Regions from separate parts of the Sus scrofa genome. Here region 2 is linked to region 1. A link is a contact called in public promoter capture Hi-C data. All regions are on one chromosome and are shown on one strand. Each heading gives the region's core, a stretch centred on a gene start, on an enhancer-like site or on the middle of the called end of the contact. The rest is flanking DNA. Distances are from core to core; before and after follow the strand shown. Region 1 holds the start of PLA2G4E (cytosolic phospholipase A2 epsilon). Region 2 holds the start of RPAP1 (RNA polymerase II-associated protein 1).

Region 1 (7,943 bases), core at 2,330-4,829:
CACCTGCCACTATCCCCCCCTCTTGCCCTGTAGCTCTGATGACGAACTGCAGGTGCTCCAGCTACTCTGGGCTTGTTCTCTTGGCCCACTGCTGGACAAACTGGGTAGGCTGACTGGGGAACCCCCCTAAATCTGCTGCCTTGTTTGCCCTTGCATGCCTCTCTCGGAGAATGAAGCTGAGAGGGCTTTGCAGGGCACACACCACAGGCTCGTCTCCCTTGGGGCATTGCTCACCATTTCCCTGGCTCAGAACCCCCTGGGTTCCTCAGTGCATGATGCTTGCACCAGCCCACAGCCATTGTCCCCAAGGCCTGGTGTGCCAGGGTGGCAGGGTCCAAAAAGTTTCTGCACTGCAGCTTCAGCCCTGTGCTTGCCCTGAGCTATCTTCCTTTCCCTATGTCTGCATTCTGGCTGCAGGACTGAGGGAACTTTTAACTCAAGCCAAGCCCTGTCCCATTTCCTGCTCTGCGATGAAGAATTCTTACGTGGGGAGGGGGGACGGGACAGGAGTGAGGGTGGGGGTGCTAAGTGTACCACTCGTAAAGCTCGTTCTTGAAGGAAAGTTAGGGAAATGTCTGCCCTTCAATTCATGGGATAAGACCAAAAAAGGCAATAATCTTTTTTTTTTTTTTTTTTTTTTGCCAAAAATATCGCTCTTGGGAGTTTCTGGTGGTCTGGTGGTTAGGACTTGGCCCAGGTGCAATGCCTGGTCTGGAAACTGAGATCCCACATCAAGTCACTGCATGCTGCAGCCAAAAATAAATAAAAAAGAGCCATGTAATACTGAGATCACTTTAGGGTGCCAACAGGTCTATAATATTCATATGAATCAGTTCTGGTATTAAGCTGGGTTACTGAAGTCACACTTTCTGTAATGGTATTGGGCAGGAGAGGGATTAACGTTGACGGCAGCCCACTCTCAGGCAGGTGTTAAGTCTCACACTTGTATGAGGCCCCTCATCATCATCATCATCGTCTTGGTCCTTGTCTTATAAATGAAGAAACCAAGGCTCGGAAAGTTTGGATAACTTGCCAGTAGTTTGCTCTGGAGCTGTGGAAACCCCTTGCCGCCCATGAGCCCCACTGGCTCATTAGCGGGCTTGCTCCACGTGCACAGGGTGGGTGGGGGGGATGAGATGGGGGTCCGGTGGGGGATCCAGGACCACAGGACAGGTGCCTTGCCTTTTGTGCCTCCTGATGTCACCTGATACTTTGTTCCTGGACCTATAAGGAGATACTCTAATTGATTATTACCTCCTAGTCTCCTTGGCTGTAATCAGCTCCTTCCGATAAAGCCCCATCTCACTTTTTTTTTTTTTTTCAAATAAAATGAAGTGGGTTTTTGTTGCCTGAAACCAAAGCGCCTTCTGGAGAGCCTACCGACAACTGACAGGCGACAGCCACTGTGCCTTGGGGGCTTGCCAGGTGCTGCTAGACTCTGAGCCCTTTACAGACGGAAGAAGCTCCTGGAGTAAATATGGAACAATGTGATTTTTCCCAATAACTTCCCCCAGCTATACTCTGTTAGATTCGTCCTTCCTACTGGATACAGATATTTGAGAAAAGACAGTGTTCCCAACAATGAGACCACAGCCAATGCTCATTTAAACAACATGTATTTTTTTCTGCATATTCTGTTTGTGTTGGCAAACATTTTCTTTTTTGTTCCCTAAAATTGGAGGCCTGCAGGTGCACGGAAAATTTTAAGTAAATCCTTAGCTTACTTTTAAGCGATAAAATCTAATAGCTTAAAACCTATTAAATAAATCCTTAGCTCCCCAAATCTCAAGACACAGTGTTGCCCTATATGACTCACTAGTTCACTGTGCAAGGAGCCAGTTCCAGAATGTAATGTAACATAAACACCAATGGGAAAATTATTATGGAATGGCTTGGTATGTTTGGTCTACTTGACAACCCCTTTCTCTTCATGGTTTTCTCCCTTAAGGGGGCTTTCTCTTCTTAAAATTTATTTATTTTTAATTAGAGTATGGTTGATTTATAGTGTTGTATCAATTTCTGCTGTACAGCATAGTGACCCAGTCATGCATACATATATACACACACTCTCTTTTTCTTTCCTTTTGCTTTTTAGGCCACACCAGAGGCATGCAGAAATTCCCAGGTTAGGGATTGATCAGAGCTGTAGCTGCCTGCCTATGCCACAGCCGCAGCAACGCCAGATCCGAGCCTCGTCTGTGACCTACACTGTAGCTCATGGCAATGCCAGATCCTTAACCCCCCGAGCAAGGCCAGAGATTGAACCTGAATCCTCTTGGACACAAGTTGGGTTCTTAACTGCTAAGCCACAACTGGAACTCCCTACATTCTTTTTCTCATATTGTCTTCCATCATGTTTTAAGGGGAATTTCCTGTTGGAAAGCTTTCTTCCTTACAGAACCTGCTCCCAGAAATTAAGGATGCCTGTTTTTATCACTTGTAGGACTTCCCACATTCTAAATGATTATTTTCATCTAGCAAAGCATCATGCCATTTTAATCATACCATGGAAAATGCCTTTTCTTTATTGATGCTTTTTGCAATAAAAAAGAACAGCAACATACTTTAAACTTACACACAGCTATTTGTCGAGTCTATTGCAATAAAACTGGAAAAAATAGTATAATTAGATTTTTAAAAATCAGTCTTTTATCCACTTTCCAATAAGCATTACTTTTAGGACTAACTGATACAAAATAAAACCAGGAATAACTAAAATTTCACATGGCATCTTTTAAAGAAGCATATCTTGAGGATATAAAAAAAAAAAAAAATGACCTGTCAGAAATTAGACTTGTTAAGAAATAGTGGCCAGAAGTTCCTATTGTGGCTCAGTGGGTTATGAACATGACTAGCATCCATGAGGATGTGGGTTCAACCCCTGGCCTCACTCAGTAGGTTAAAGATCCAGCGTTGCATGAGCTGTGGTATAGGTCACAGATGTGGCTTGGATCCTGTGTTGCTGTGGCTGTGGTATAGGCTGGCAGCTACAGCTCTGATTCAACCCCTAGCCTGGGAACCCCCATATACCGTGGGTGCGGCCCTAATGAACCAAAAAAAAAAAAAAGAAAGAAAGAAAGAAAGAGAGAAGAAAAGGGAGGGAGGAAGGAAGAAAGAAAGAGAGAGAGAAATAGTGGCTACGAAAGGAAACAGATTCGCCCTCAAATACGCTGCTCTGCATATTGATTATTTTGAATTAAAGGCTCTTAAAAAAAGAGCAGAACTTTTTTTCCTTCCTAAAGACTAGAGATTAGAATTCCTGAGTGGAAGATGTTCTCCTTATCCTGAAGGAAAGAAACATTCTTATCACCAAAGATGGGGAGTCAAGGCATAAGCTGACCTGGTTAAACTGACCTTTATCTTCCTAGTTACATACTTTTCCATAATTTACTGCCCCAGCTCTGGTGCTTCTCTAGGCTGATAAAGGTCAGAAATTGTTGCTTATTAAGTTCTGTCCTTATAGATGGAGAGGGGAGGAAACACACATGCTGCTTGTAGTCAAACAGGGGGAGAGCAGAGAGTGATTCTTGCATCTGCTCCTTAATTGCTTTCAGTCCCAAACAATCCTTAAAGCCAAGTGGTATATTTGGGGGTGGAGGGTGTGAATTCTACTACCTTTCAGCCCAAACAGAAAAATGGCAATTTAGGAACACCACCCCACCACCCCGCAAACACATGACTGGTCAGTCAGTCTGGGGGTCTGGCTGCTGCTTGATTTCTGATAGGGCTGTTTAGGCCAGAGAGAGTCCCCAGTGGAAAGGCACAGCCTCAGAAAAGAGTCTTTTGTTTTGTTGGTTTTTTTGGCTGTGCCCTCAGCATTCAGAAGTTCCTGGGCCAGGGATCGAACCCATGCTGTAGCAGTGACAATGCTGGATCCTAAACCCACTGGGACACCAGAGAACTCCAGAAAAGTGTTTAAATAGGGGAATAGTAGGGTATCCCTGATTCTAGAGGATGCTGGATCACTCAGAGCCTGGAAAGACAGGAAGATGCACCGTTTGGATGTATATTTTAAAAATACTTGTAAACACAAAGAGAGTTTGTTTGTTTTGGTTTGGTTTTTTTAAATTTTTTTGTATTTTTGTTTTTACTATGGAGCTATGATGGGGTTTCTTTAAGCTGCCAGGTGGCGTCAATCAAACCAAAGAAAGGGCTGAAAACGAAATCATTAAATTTCCTTCTGGCCCAAGGCATCCTTAGCGCTGAACACCAGGTTAAGGATTTCTTTGCAGGGCTCAAAAGAGAGATGTGCGGATGTCAGTCAAGAGTCGTGAATGGCTGCATCCTCCAGAGCCGGTGAGTCTCCTGATATCAGGGTCTGGACCGCCTCAGCCCCTCGCCCTCGGCCCTGGCTCCCCCGCCCCTCCCCACTGGCGTATGGCGTGTCACACTTTTAAAAATAGCCCTGAGCAGTGGGGAGCTCTCTCTCAGCCTGGATCCCAACTCACAAACGCAGGCCTCCCCCGAGAAGCGCTGCCCCATGAGAGCGTAATTCTAGCTTCCCGATTACTGTGGCTGATTGGTGCGCGGATGCCGCTGTGAACGTCCCCTCCCCCCAAATCAGCCTGATCCTTTGAAATAGTCACAGCGATGTGGGGCTCCCTTAACCAAGTCCTGTCTTCCTTCACCTCCTTAATAATTCATCAGGCTCATTTGTCTGCAGGAGGAATCCGATAACATTGCTGGCGCTTTTTTTCTTGCAAAATTCCCTTGAAATTTCCCAAGGATGTTTGCTGTTTGCCTCGCTGTTAAAGACCAGCCCCAGCTCCACACGGCCTGTTCGGAACCTCAGAGAGAGAGACGTGGCTGGAATGACACTCCAGGCCTCAGAAGGCCAGCCTGGCCTGGGAACTGATGTGTTTGTCTTACCGAGCCTGCAAGGAGATGAAGAAGGCAGTGAGCTGGAGCAGACACAGGTACAGGAAACCATGGCCCCCGGGGGCTCTCAGGTATGTCGGTGTTCCTGGGGAGAGGGCTCCCGGCCCCTTAAGTTTTCTGCACCTCCCCCCACAGCCCCCTCTGCTTTCCTGACTCTGAAAAAGATCACCTTGTGTTGTTGCTGGAGAGTGAAGGCATTGTAGCTTTGTTTCTTTCTTTCCAGTTGAGTCCCTTCAGCCCCACCCCATCACCTACCTGTCCTTTCCTGTCTCTGTGTCCAAAGAGATATTAACTATGACTGTGATGACTTTGTCCTGCGTACACTCTATGCTAGGGAGGGATCAGTGTCTCCATTTGATGAGGAAACTGAGGTTCTGAGAGGTTAAGGTCAGTGAGAGACCTGAGACAGAGGCTGTTTCTATTGATATGATACTGACAAGAGGGGTTGAGGTCCTATAGGTGAGGGACTTAGAAGACAACCTGGCAAATAATAGATGCCTAGCCTGTGCCATCCAGCACAGTGGCAGGGCAGGGTCATAACTGTAGCCACATGCAGCTCAGAGGGAGTTGGAGGGAAAGGGCTTCCTCGAAGACCACCCCCTACCTCACCTCCCCGACTGTGGCAAGAAAACCTTGAATAAGTCGGTTCCACCTGCTTCTTTGAATAGACTACAGACATTGAAGAGTGTTTTTAGGTCATCATCAGTGGGTCTAGATCTGTCTCCCCCTCACCCCCTGCTTCTCCTCCAGGAGGATGTGTGAGCTTCCTATATGTCCTAGCAATGGGGAGGGGGCAGTGTTCTCGTACCCCTTTGGCCATTCTGTTCTCAGTGGCAGTGCCAGACTGAGCTCTGCATGCAGTGAGGCTCGCTTCCCTCTGTAGGCCTTGCTCACAGGGAGCCCTTGAGTCATGGTCTCTTCACCTCCTGCGGACCCCTCTGTCTCTGCCTCACCCTCTGTCTGGACCCTGTCTTGGTAGGTCTATCATGGGCCTTGACCATAGAGTCACCTTGCCTGGCCCCGGTAGGTCCCACTTCATAGCTACAGCTGTCAACCCAGTGTCCACCACCTGAGGCAGCTGAGGATGCTGGGGGGATGGCCAGTCCTCCTGAGCACACAGCTCCTCCCCCTGACCACCCCATGGAGGCACCAGGGTCCCTGCTGGTGACTCCTCTCAGAGTCACAAGTAAAGAGTGGTTGCACCCCACACTTTCCCACCCTTCCTGCCACCACCTGACCCCCAAGGAGCAGGCTTTCCTCCCCTTCCTTTCCTGACTCCAACTCCTTTCCAGAATTCCTGAGGTCCTGGGGGGTGGGGTGTGGGCAGGCCTGCTTCTGAGATGCTGCGGGGTCCGGGGGTGGGGGGGGGAGATCTGAGGACTTCTGGGAGGTCAGGGCCCCCCTACCCTGGCATCCAAGCCTCCTGACTCACACTCATAGGTGGCCCCCCAAAGACTACGAGAGCTATTGAATCACAGTAGTGAGTATCTGCAAGGATGCATCCCATTAGAGGGATTGAGGGCCTGGCTGTGATATCAGACCAGGGCTTTGATACCTTTCTCAGCAGGTTGCCAGCCCTGTGACCAGTCTTAACCTCTCAGACTTTAGTTTCTTCATCCCTGTGGAAAAATCATGTCAGGAGCAGAATGGCTGGAGTGCGTGAAGCTGAAACCTCACTGACCACTGTTGTTGTTGTTGTGATTAATGATTAATTTTCCTCTTCTGCCCCTTTATCCCCACACCTGACATGGTCCAGGAACGAGGCTGTGCCCATTGTCTTGTTTTGGCAGCTTGAGCAAAAACCAGGAAGTCCACAGGGCTGGGACAGAGGCAACCACACAAAGATGCTGTGCTTAATCATAATATTGTCATTTTTATGTATGTAAAAGTAATTTCAAAAACCATTGGAAACATAAAGGAAAAATTCACTGTAATCCTATTAATTCGATACAATAACTATTCACTTCTAGTCTTCTCCTTTGTTAATCTGATAGAGTTGTGCTTGTAATACTTATACTAGATCTAGTATACTTGTAGACTTATGCCCAGGTTTGTTTTTTTTTTTCTTAACCTAAAATTAAAGTCATAAATGTTGTCTAGGTTGAGATTAAACTTCTTAATTGTTCCTTTAATGGCTGAATAATATTCCATTGTGTGCCTTGCTGTAATTTATTAAGATTTATGGTGAAATGTCAGAATTCATAGGTACATTTTTTTTGGTAAATTTCCATGGAATTTCTCAGAAACTTGTCAACTGGTCATTCCCTAAAAACTTTATGAAATATCTGAACATGACAAAAAGAATCACAGCTCTGCAAGAGAGGGTGAGAAGTTAGGGTGTGTATGTGGGGGGCGGGCGTGTATGATTGGGGAGGATGTGCTGGCATTTTTTGACAAAGGAATCCTGGATGTGGAGAATTTTGAGGGAACCACAAGGACTGGATATAGTTCCCTGTGCTATACAGCAGGAACCTTATTGCTTACCCATTCTAAATGTAGTAGTTTGCATCTACTAACCCCAAACTCCCAGTCCATCCCACTCCCTCTGCCTCACCCTTGGCAACCACAAGTCTGTTCTCTATGTTTGCAAGTCTGTTTCTGTTTTGTAGATAAGTTCACTTGTGCCATATTTTAGGTTCCACATATAAGTGATAGCATATGGTATTTGTCTTTTTCTTTCTGACTTACCTCGCTTAGTATGAAAATCTAGTTGCATCCATGTTGCTGCAAATGGCATTATTTTGTTCTTTTTATGGCTGAGTAGTATTCCATTGTATATATGTATCACATCTTCTTAATCCATTCATCTGTAGATGGCCATTTAGGTTGTTTCCATGTCTTAGCTATTGTGAAAGGTGCTGCAGTGAACATACAGGTTCATGTATCTTTTTGAATTGTGGTTTTGTCTGGATATATGCCAGGGAGTGAGATTGCTGGGTCATACGGTAGTTCTAGATTTAGTTTTCTGAGGAATCTCCATACTGTTTTTCTGGATATATGCCAGGGAGTGAGATTGCTGGGTCATACGGTAGTTCTAGATTTAGTTTTCTGAGGAATCTCCATAC
Region 2 (7,943 bases), core at 3,856-6,355, 550 kb after region 1:
CTGAGCAAGGCCAGGGATTGAACCTGCAACCTCATGGTTCCTAGTCGGATTCGTTAACCACTGAGCCATGACAGGAACTCCTGGACTGTCGCAAGACATGTTTCCTTGAAAACTCCATCTTGTCCTTCTTTACTTTATCCCATCTTCTTGTCTTACTTTATCCCATCTTCCTGCTTTGAAAAACAGTTGCAGTACTGGTAAATGACTTAAGCTTAAGAGCAAAGACTTAAAGGCATAAGTGACTTAAGTTTAAGTACTGTTATGTGCCTAGAGGTCAGAGTAAGAGCTTAACCCTTTCCCACCTAAGTGGCCTTTAAATAGTAAAAGAACTTATATAATAGTAAACAAACCCTGTATCCTCCACCCATAGCCACTCCTCACTTGATCTCATCTAAAGAGCACAATAAAAGCAGTGTGGATTCTTGAGTCCTTGGCTCTCTTGGTCCCTGAGACCTTGAGTCCCCCGGCTCCCACCTTTACTTAAGATAAATGTCTCTGTGTCTTGTTTTATGTCAACTATTTTTCCTTAAGTTCCACAGCACCCGTTCTTCAGCCCCATCCTGATGAGCTGGCCCTGGCACTGGACCTGCTTTAATAGCAACATGGCAACTGAGGCTTTTATGGCTTTATTAAAAAAAAAAACCCACTTTTTTTTATTATGGAATACTTTAAACGTACACACAAGAAGAGAGAATAGCATAATGAATCCCCAATGTACCCATCACTCTGCTTCAGTGATTATCTTAGCCAAATGTGTTTTATTATCCCATTTTTTTTGTTCTTTTGCTAGAGTTTTTGAAAGCAAATCTTAGTCATATAATTAATTTCAGCTGCAAATATTACACTGTGTATCTGTAACAGACTTAAAAAAGCTCATCCATATATATATCCAGATGGTCACATATAGAAATATTTATAGACATGTGTACAGATAACAGTAAACACCTATATTTCCTTTGTCAGCTGAGAGGGGCCGAAAAGCAAGACACCCCAGTAGTAAGGAGCATACCAAACACCCAAATCCTGGTTTATTTTTTTTCCTTTTTTGGGGGGAGGGTGGTGCGTGGCACTCACAGAATGTGACAGTTCCTGGGCCAGGAATCAAACCTCGGCTACAGCAGTAACCAGAGCCACAGTAGTGACAACACTGGATCCTTAACCTGCTGATCTGCCAAACTATTTTGGGAGTTCCCTCTGGCACAGTGAATTAAGGATCCAACTGCAGCGAGCTGAGCCACAGCAGCTGGATCCTTAATTTGCACCTCTCCACTGCTGCAGAGGTGCAAGTTCCATCCCCGGCCTGGCTTAGTGGGATAAGGATCAGGCATTGCTGCAGCTGTGACTTAGATTCGATCCCTGGCCTGGGAACTTCCATATGCTACAGAAGTGACCGAAAAAGAAAAATAAACAGCCCGACTGAAAAGTGGGCAGAAGACCTAAACAGACATTTCTCCAAAGATATACAGATGACCAATAGGCACATGAAAAGATGCTCAGCGTTGCTAATTATTAGAAAAACACAAATCAGGAGTTCCCGTCATGGCACAGTGGTTAACGAATCCGACTAGGAACCATGAGGTTGTGGGTTCGATCCCTGGCCTCGCTCAGTGGGTTAAGGATCCGGCATTGCCGTGAGCTGTGGCGTAGGTTGCAGACGCGGCTCGGATCCCAAGTTGCTGTGGCTCTGGCGTAGGCTGGGGGCTACAGCTCCAATTGGACCCCTAGCCTGGGAACCTCCATATGCCATAGAAGCGGCCTTAGAAAAGGCAAAAAGACAAATAAAAAATAAAAATAGAAAAACAAAAATAAAAATAAAGAAAAACAAATTAAAACTACCATGAGGTATCAACTCACACTGAGCACAATGCCCATAACTTAAAAAACTACAAATAGCAAATGCTGGAGTGGGTGTAGAAAAAAGAGAACCTTCCTACACTGTTGGTGGGAATGTAAGTTGGTGCAGCCACTATGGAAAACAGTATGGAAGTTCCGCAAAAAACTAAAAAAAGAGTTGCCAAATGATCCTGCATCCCACTTGGGCAAATAATCTAGACAAAACCCCAACTCAAAAAGATATATAGGAGTTCCTGTTGTGGCTCAGTGGTAACAAACCAGACTAGTATCCAGGAGGGTTTGGGTTCGATCCCTGGCCCTGCTCCACAGGTTAAGGATCTGGCGTTGCTGTAATTGAGGCTTAGGGCAGCAGCTGCAGCTGATTTGACTCCTAGCCTGGGAACTTCCATATGCCATGGTGCAGCCGTAAAAAAAAAAAAAAAGAAAAAGATGTATAAATCAACTATACTTTAATAAAAAATTTCTTAAGAAAGATACATGAACAACAATATTCAAAGGAGCACTATCTACAATAGTAAACAGACATGGAAAACAGCCTAAAGGTCTGTGGACAGATGAATGAATAAAGAAGATGTGGCACATACATGCAATGGAATACTATTCAGCTATAAAAAAGAATGAAATATGGAGTTCCCATCGTGGCTCAGTGGTTAACGAATCTGACTAGGAACCATAAGGTTTCGGGTTCAATCCCTGGCCTTGCTCAGTGGGTTGAGGATCTGGCGTTGCTGTGAGCTGTGTGGTGTACGTTGCAGACTCGGCTTGGATCCTGCATTGCTGTGGCTGTGGCGTAGGCCAGCAGCTACAGCTCTGATTAGACCCCTAGTCTGGGAACCTCCATATTCCACAGGAGCAGCCCTAGAAAAGGCAAAAAATAAATAAATAAATAAATAAATAAATAAATAAATAAATAAATAAAATAAAAAAGAATGAAATAATTCCTTTTGAAGCAACATGGATAGACCTAGAGATTATCACACTAAGTAAGTCAGAAAGAGAAAAATACCATGTATCACTTATATGTGTAATGTAAAATATGGCACAGATGAACCTATTTACAGAAGAGAAACAGACTCATAGAGAAGAGACTTGTGGCTGCCAAGGGGGAAGGGGCCATGAGGAGGGAGGGAGCCGTGAGGAGGGAGGGATTGGGAGTTTGGGATTAGTAGATACAAACTATTATATATAGGATGGATAAACAACAGGGTCCTACAGTATGGCATAGGGAACTATATTCAATACTCCGTGATAAGCCATAATGGAAAAGAATACGAAAAAGAATCTATATATGTATAAATGAATCACTTTGCTATACAGCAGAAATTAACATAACACTGTAGGAGTTCCCGCTTTGGCACAGTGGGCTAATGATCTGCCTTGTCTCTGTGGAGGCACCCGAGGCATATGGAACTTCCATATGCCGCAAGTGTGTCTGGGGAATAAAAAAAACTATAAATCAACTATACCTCAATAAAATTTAAAAGAAAAAAGATTCATCAGTAAGTTAAAAAATTGGCCACCTGGGAGTTCCCATTGTGGTACAGCAGAAACAATTCCGACTAGTATCCATGAGAATGCAGGCTCAATTCCTGGCCTTGCTCAGTGGGTCAGTGATCCAGTGTTGTCGTGAGCTGTAATGTAGGTTGCAGACATGGCTTGGATCACCTGTTGCTGTGGCGGGCAATTACAGCTCTGATTCAACCCCTAGCCTGGGAACTTCCATATCCCACAGGTGCACGCCTAAAAAGAAAAAAAAAAAAATGGCCACCTGATCCATCCTTATAAAGTCCTCCTCGACCTTTTACCTAATGGTTTTATCAGTCATTGATTATCATTGCCTGGAAAGATTATTTCTTTAGTGGTTGCAAATAATGATTTTATACTTTCATTCTTCCTGCATTTTTGGCTCCAATTTTCCTCCCTATTCACTGTAACTTCTGACCAGCCAGTACCATTTGGACCCCAAGGTTGGCTAAATCCTAGTAGCTGAAATTTACTGCTGCAGCTGAAACCAAGAAACCTAAAGAAGGATTCTGTAAACTATTTGGAAAGTTGTTAGAAATGCAAATTCTTGGGTTCTGTCAAAGACCTATCAATTCAGAAACTCGGGTGAGGCCCAGAATCTGGTTCAACAAGCCCTCCAGGTGCTTCTGAGGCCTGCTAAAGTTTGAGAACTCCTGGACTAACATTGACTTCCCCGAGATGGCCTTCAACCAAGCAATAATTTACTAAAGTCCTGTGTGCATGGCAATATGCTGGGTGCTGAGCATTATCGGTGCAAAACAGAAGGCCCACTTCTCCCAAGGAACCCACAGTCTAGACCAGGGAACAGGGCACATGCTTGTGAAGAGGTAACCAGTGGTAGGTGATAGTCAGCAGTATGTTCCCAACATGGCACACAAGTAGTAGAGATGGAAGATTCCAGGAAAATTCAGTGCAGAGGCCCAGTTGGTAAAAGTTTATAGTTGATTCCAACTAGGTCTTAAAGGAAGAAAAAGACTTTGGGGTGGGGTGGAGGAAAAAAGAGGGAGGATTTCTTTTCTTTTCTGGCTCCACCTGCGGGATATGGGAGTTCCCAGGCAACTACAGCTGCCAGACCAAGCCACAGCCACAGCCACAGCAGATCTGAACCGCAATGCAACCCTGACCTACACCGCAGCTTGCAGCCATACCAGATCCTTAACCCACTGAGCGAGGCTAGGGATCGAACCTGCAGCCTCACGGATACCTGTTGGGTTCACTTCTGCTGAGCCACAAGAACTCTGAAGGAGGATTTCTAAGTAGAGATACTGGCAGGAGCAAAGTCAGGATGTCCCTGAAGAGAATCACCTGGCAGTCAGTGAGGCTGTTCTAGCCTCTCTTCTCATCACCATTCAGGCAGTGTTTCTTGCGCTTTGTCTTCCCTTTTTCCTGGTTAGCTTCTTGCTCGCCCATAATCACACTGGGGAGGCCACACGTGTGTATGCAGGTTTCTAAGTGCTGGCCCTGAGCTTGGGTGCTGGAGTGGTGGATGCAGTTACCCAAGCTGGTGAATGCAGGATGCCTGAGGAACCCTTTGCCTCTGTCAAGGGTGTTGTGAGTGTAGAAAGGCTTGTGCTGGCTATGCATCTGAAGAGTGAATGTTACGAGTGTCTGCCTGGAGCTCACGAAGTGAGGTAGACCGCGGCAAGCGGAATATATTCGCGTTCAAGCGTCCAAAACACCGCAAGGGCAACCTTTTCCCAAGAGTGGGCGGGGCCAGGCCATGGAGAGGAGGGGCCGGGTTGCGGAGCGGAAGTTCGAAATGAAGGCGGCGGAAGCCCGGCCCCAGCGGGGCAAAATGGCAGCGCCCAGAACGTCCTAGATCAAGTAAGTGGCTTGGCTGGAGGGAAGGACCTTAGGATATCTCGGTGAAAGGGGCTGGTACACGGTATGTAGTTCTTTGTCGTAGCCGTCCCCATTATCTTTGGTCCGGCCAGGAGCGGCCGCGGTCATGTCGATGCGGAGATCCCAGCCATGGCCCCCCATTCTCTGGCGGCATAGGCTGAAACTCGGTGATTTCTCTTTGCTGATGCGGGTGGTCCAGGAGCTCCGGCGACCGTAGAGCCCTAGGGGCGGTTGTGGAAGCCTGCAGAAAAAAGTCTTGAACTACTTTGGCGAAATTTATTCTTTTTAATGCTATAATAAATAGAATTGTTCTCTTAGTTTCGTTTTCTGATTGTTCTTTGCTAGTATATAGCAATACACATGTTTTTTTTTTCTTAATATATATCGATCTTTTATAGCCCAAGGTTTTAAATAATTTGAATACTCTTAGGCCAGGTATGTTCCCACCAGTTTGACACCAAATCACCACTCCTTGATTTGACACGTTTATATGCCTGGTTCCTGATGGCATTTTCCTTAGGTCCCTTATGGTTGTTCATGGGAGTTTTTATCATCCACAGATTGTAAACAACCTAAATCGGCAGTAAATATTGTTGTTGAGCTGCATCAGAGAGGGCTAAGTAAGGAGGGAATGGCGATAAGTTATGAATGAGGAGAAATGAGTTGATGTGAACTCAGGGAGAAAGAACCTTCTCTGATGCTCGGCTCACTGGTAGAGGGCTCATCATCTTTATTGCTTTTAGGGGTGAATGAGAGTGAGTCCCCTACACTGAAGCAGTGCTGGAAAGTCACACTAGGAAGGCAGCTGGTGTGCCAAGATGCTGTCGAGACCAAAGCCAGGGGAGTCCGAGGTGGACTTGCTGCGCTTCCAGAGTCAGTTCCTTGCAGCTGGTGCAACCCCAGCAGTACAGCTGGTGAAGAAAGGAAGTAGGAAAGGTGGCGATGCTAACCCAGACCAGCCTCCTCTGCAGGATCGTCGGGATGTGGTGATGCTGGACAGTGAGTGGCTGTGGGTATGAAGTTGAAAAGAAGGGTTTTCTCCCTCTTATTGATGTGGATGGATTCCCCAGCATTATTTCAGAACCACGTAACCTCTGTTGCTACAGCCCCATTTTACATATGAAGAAACTGAGGCTCAAAGAGGTTAAATACCTTGCCCAAGGTGACACAGCTTGAGCCAGGATCCCACCACAGCTGCCTTTCTTTCTTTGGCTTCCTACTAGTGCTCAATCTCTTCCTGAGAAGGTATGAGTAACCTCACATGTGGGTTTTTTCTTTCTCAGATCTCCCAGATTTGCCCCCAGCCTTGGTTCCTGCTCCACCAAAGAGAGCCAAGCCTAGCCTTGGCTGCCCCCTGCCTGAACACGAGGACCCTGAAGAGAGGCTGAACAGGCATGATCAGCACATCACTGCTGTCTTGACTAAGATTATTGTGCGTCTCATCCTGGTTTGGGCGAGGCATCCTAGGGCAGCAGGGATGTTGGGTGTGGGTGGTGAGCCTTATTGAGTAGAGGGTGATTCAGAAAGGTGGGACTTTATCTCTCTGCATTCAGATTAGGGGCTGGTTTAGAATCACTGTGTTCTGAGATGCATGGTGAGTTCATGACTCCGTAGAGTGGGGTTTTGGTCATATGGAACTGGGGCTAGTGGGATAGTGTCCACCCTGGGGAAATCTGTATCTTCACCGTTTTGTGCTTTGTTGCTGCAGGAACGAGATACGAGTTCAGTGGCTGTAAATCTGCCTGTGCCCAGTGGTGTTGCTTTCCCTCCCGTATTCCATCGCTCACAGGGGAGACAGGTAGGGAGAGGTGATCTTAGATAGTATTTAGAGCACAGTCATGTCACCATGATAGTGCATTTGAAGTTCCCCAGGAGGATTATCTTAATCATGGTTAGCAATTCCATTGTGAAAATAGCACCACATTAAGCACTTTATATGCATTACTTCATTTAATCCTAATAACCATGTAGAGCAGGTATCATTATCTCCTTCTTTTTTTTTTTTTATTTTTTTATTTTTCCTTTTTTTTTTAAGAGCCTCACCTGATGGAAGGTTCCTTCCTTATGGCTTATGGAAGTTCCCAGGCTAGGGGCTGAAACAGTTGCAGCTGCCAGCCTTCCTCATAGCCACAGCAATGCCACATTCAAGCCACATCTGCAACCTATGCGGCAGCTTGCAGCAACGCTAAATCCTTTAACCCACTGATCGAGGCCAGGGATCAAACCCACATCCTCATGGGTACTAGTCAGATTCATAACCTGCTGAACCATAATGGGAAGTCCTCCATTTTTAAGATGAGGAAAATGATAAGTAATTTGTCCAACCACACATGTAATAGATAGAAGAGCCTGAAATCCAACTCAAGTCTGTTAGAAGTAAAGGGGGCTGTGACTCTAGGCAGCAGAGTGTGTGGCCCCAATCACCACTCTTCTCAGTGGCTGGGAAACAACCCAGAAAAGTGCCTGATGGACATGGGACAATGTGGACCTGGGATGAGAATGGTACTTAGTACAGAGCAAGTAGCAGGTACCTGTTATATACTGAAGATGTCCTGAGGGATTCAGGCAGTAAGTAAAGGGAGCAAAAAGGTTTAAGTAGAATGGAAAAGATCTCATCATAAAATAAAGGTGGATGGAGTTCCCACTGTGGCTCAGTGGAAGTGAATCTGACTAGTTTCCACAAGGATGTGGATCTAATCCCTGGCCTCGCTCAGTGGGTCGAG

Evidence for each region. Promoter capture Hi-C pulls out the DNA fragments that hold promoters and counts their contacts.
Region 2: a promoter capture Hi-C map of skeletal muscle shows a contact between it and region 1, with 10 times the contacts expected there. The contact joins the promoter of RPAP1 here to the promoter of PLA2G4E in region 1. A contact is called at or near these places in 1 of 5 promoter capture datasets (skeletal muscle) and 1 of 47 Hi-C or Micro-C datasets (embryonic fibroblasts).

Annotation. Positions count from the first base shown.
Region 1 is chr1:129,285,148-129,293,090 of Sscrofa11.1, forward strand. It overlaps PLA2G4E (cytosolic phospholipase A2 epsilon), which reads left to right and starts at 3,580. Exons shown (of 20, transcript XR_002345386.1): 1 at 3,580-4,296; 2 at 4,726-4,949.
Region 2 is chr1:129,833,451-129,841,393 of Sscrofa11.1, forward strand. RPAP1 (RNA polymerase II-associated protein 1) reads left to right here and starts at 5,106. Exons shown (of 25, transcript XM_003121581.4): 1 at 5,106-5,202; 2 at 5,964-6,219; 3 at 6,504-6,652; 4 at 6,929-7,018. The coding sequence starts at 6,039.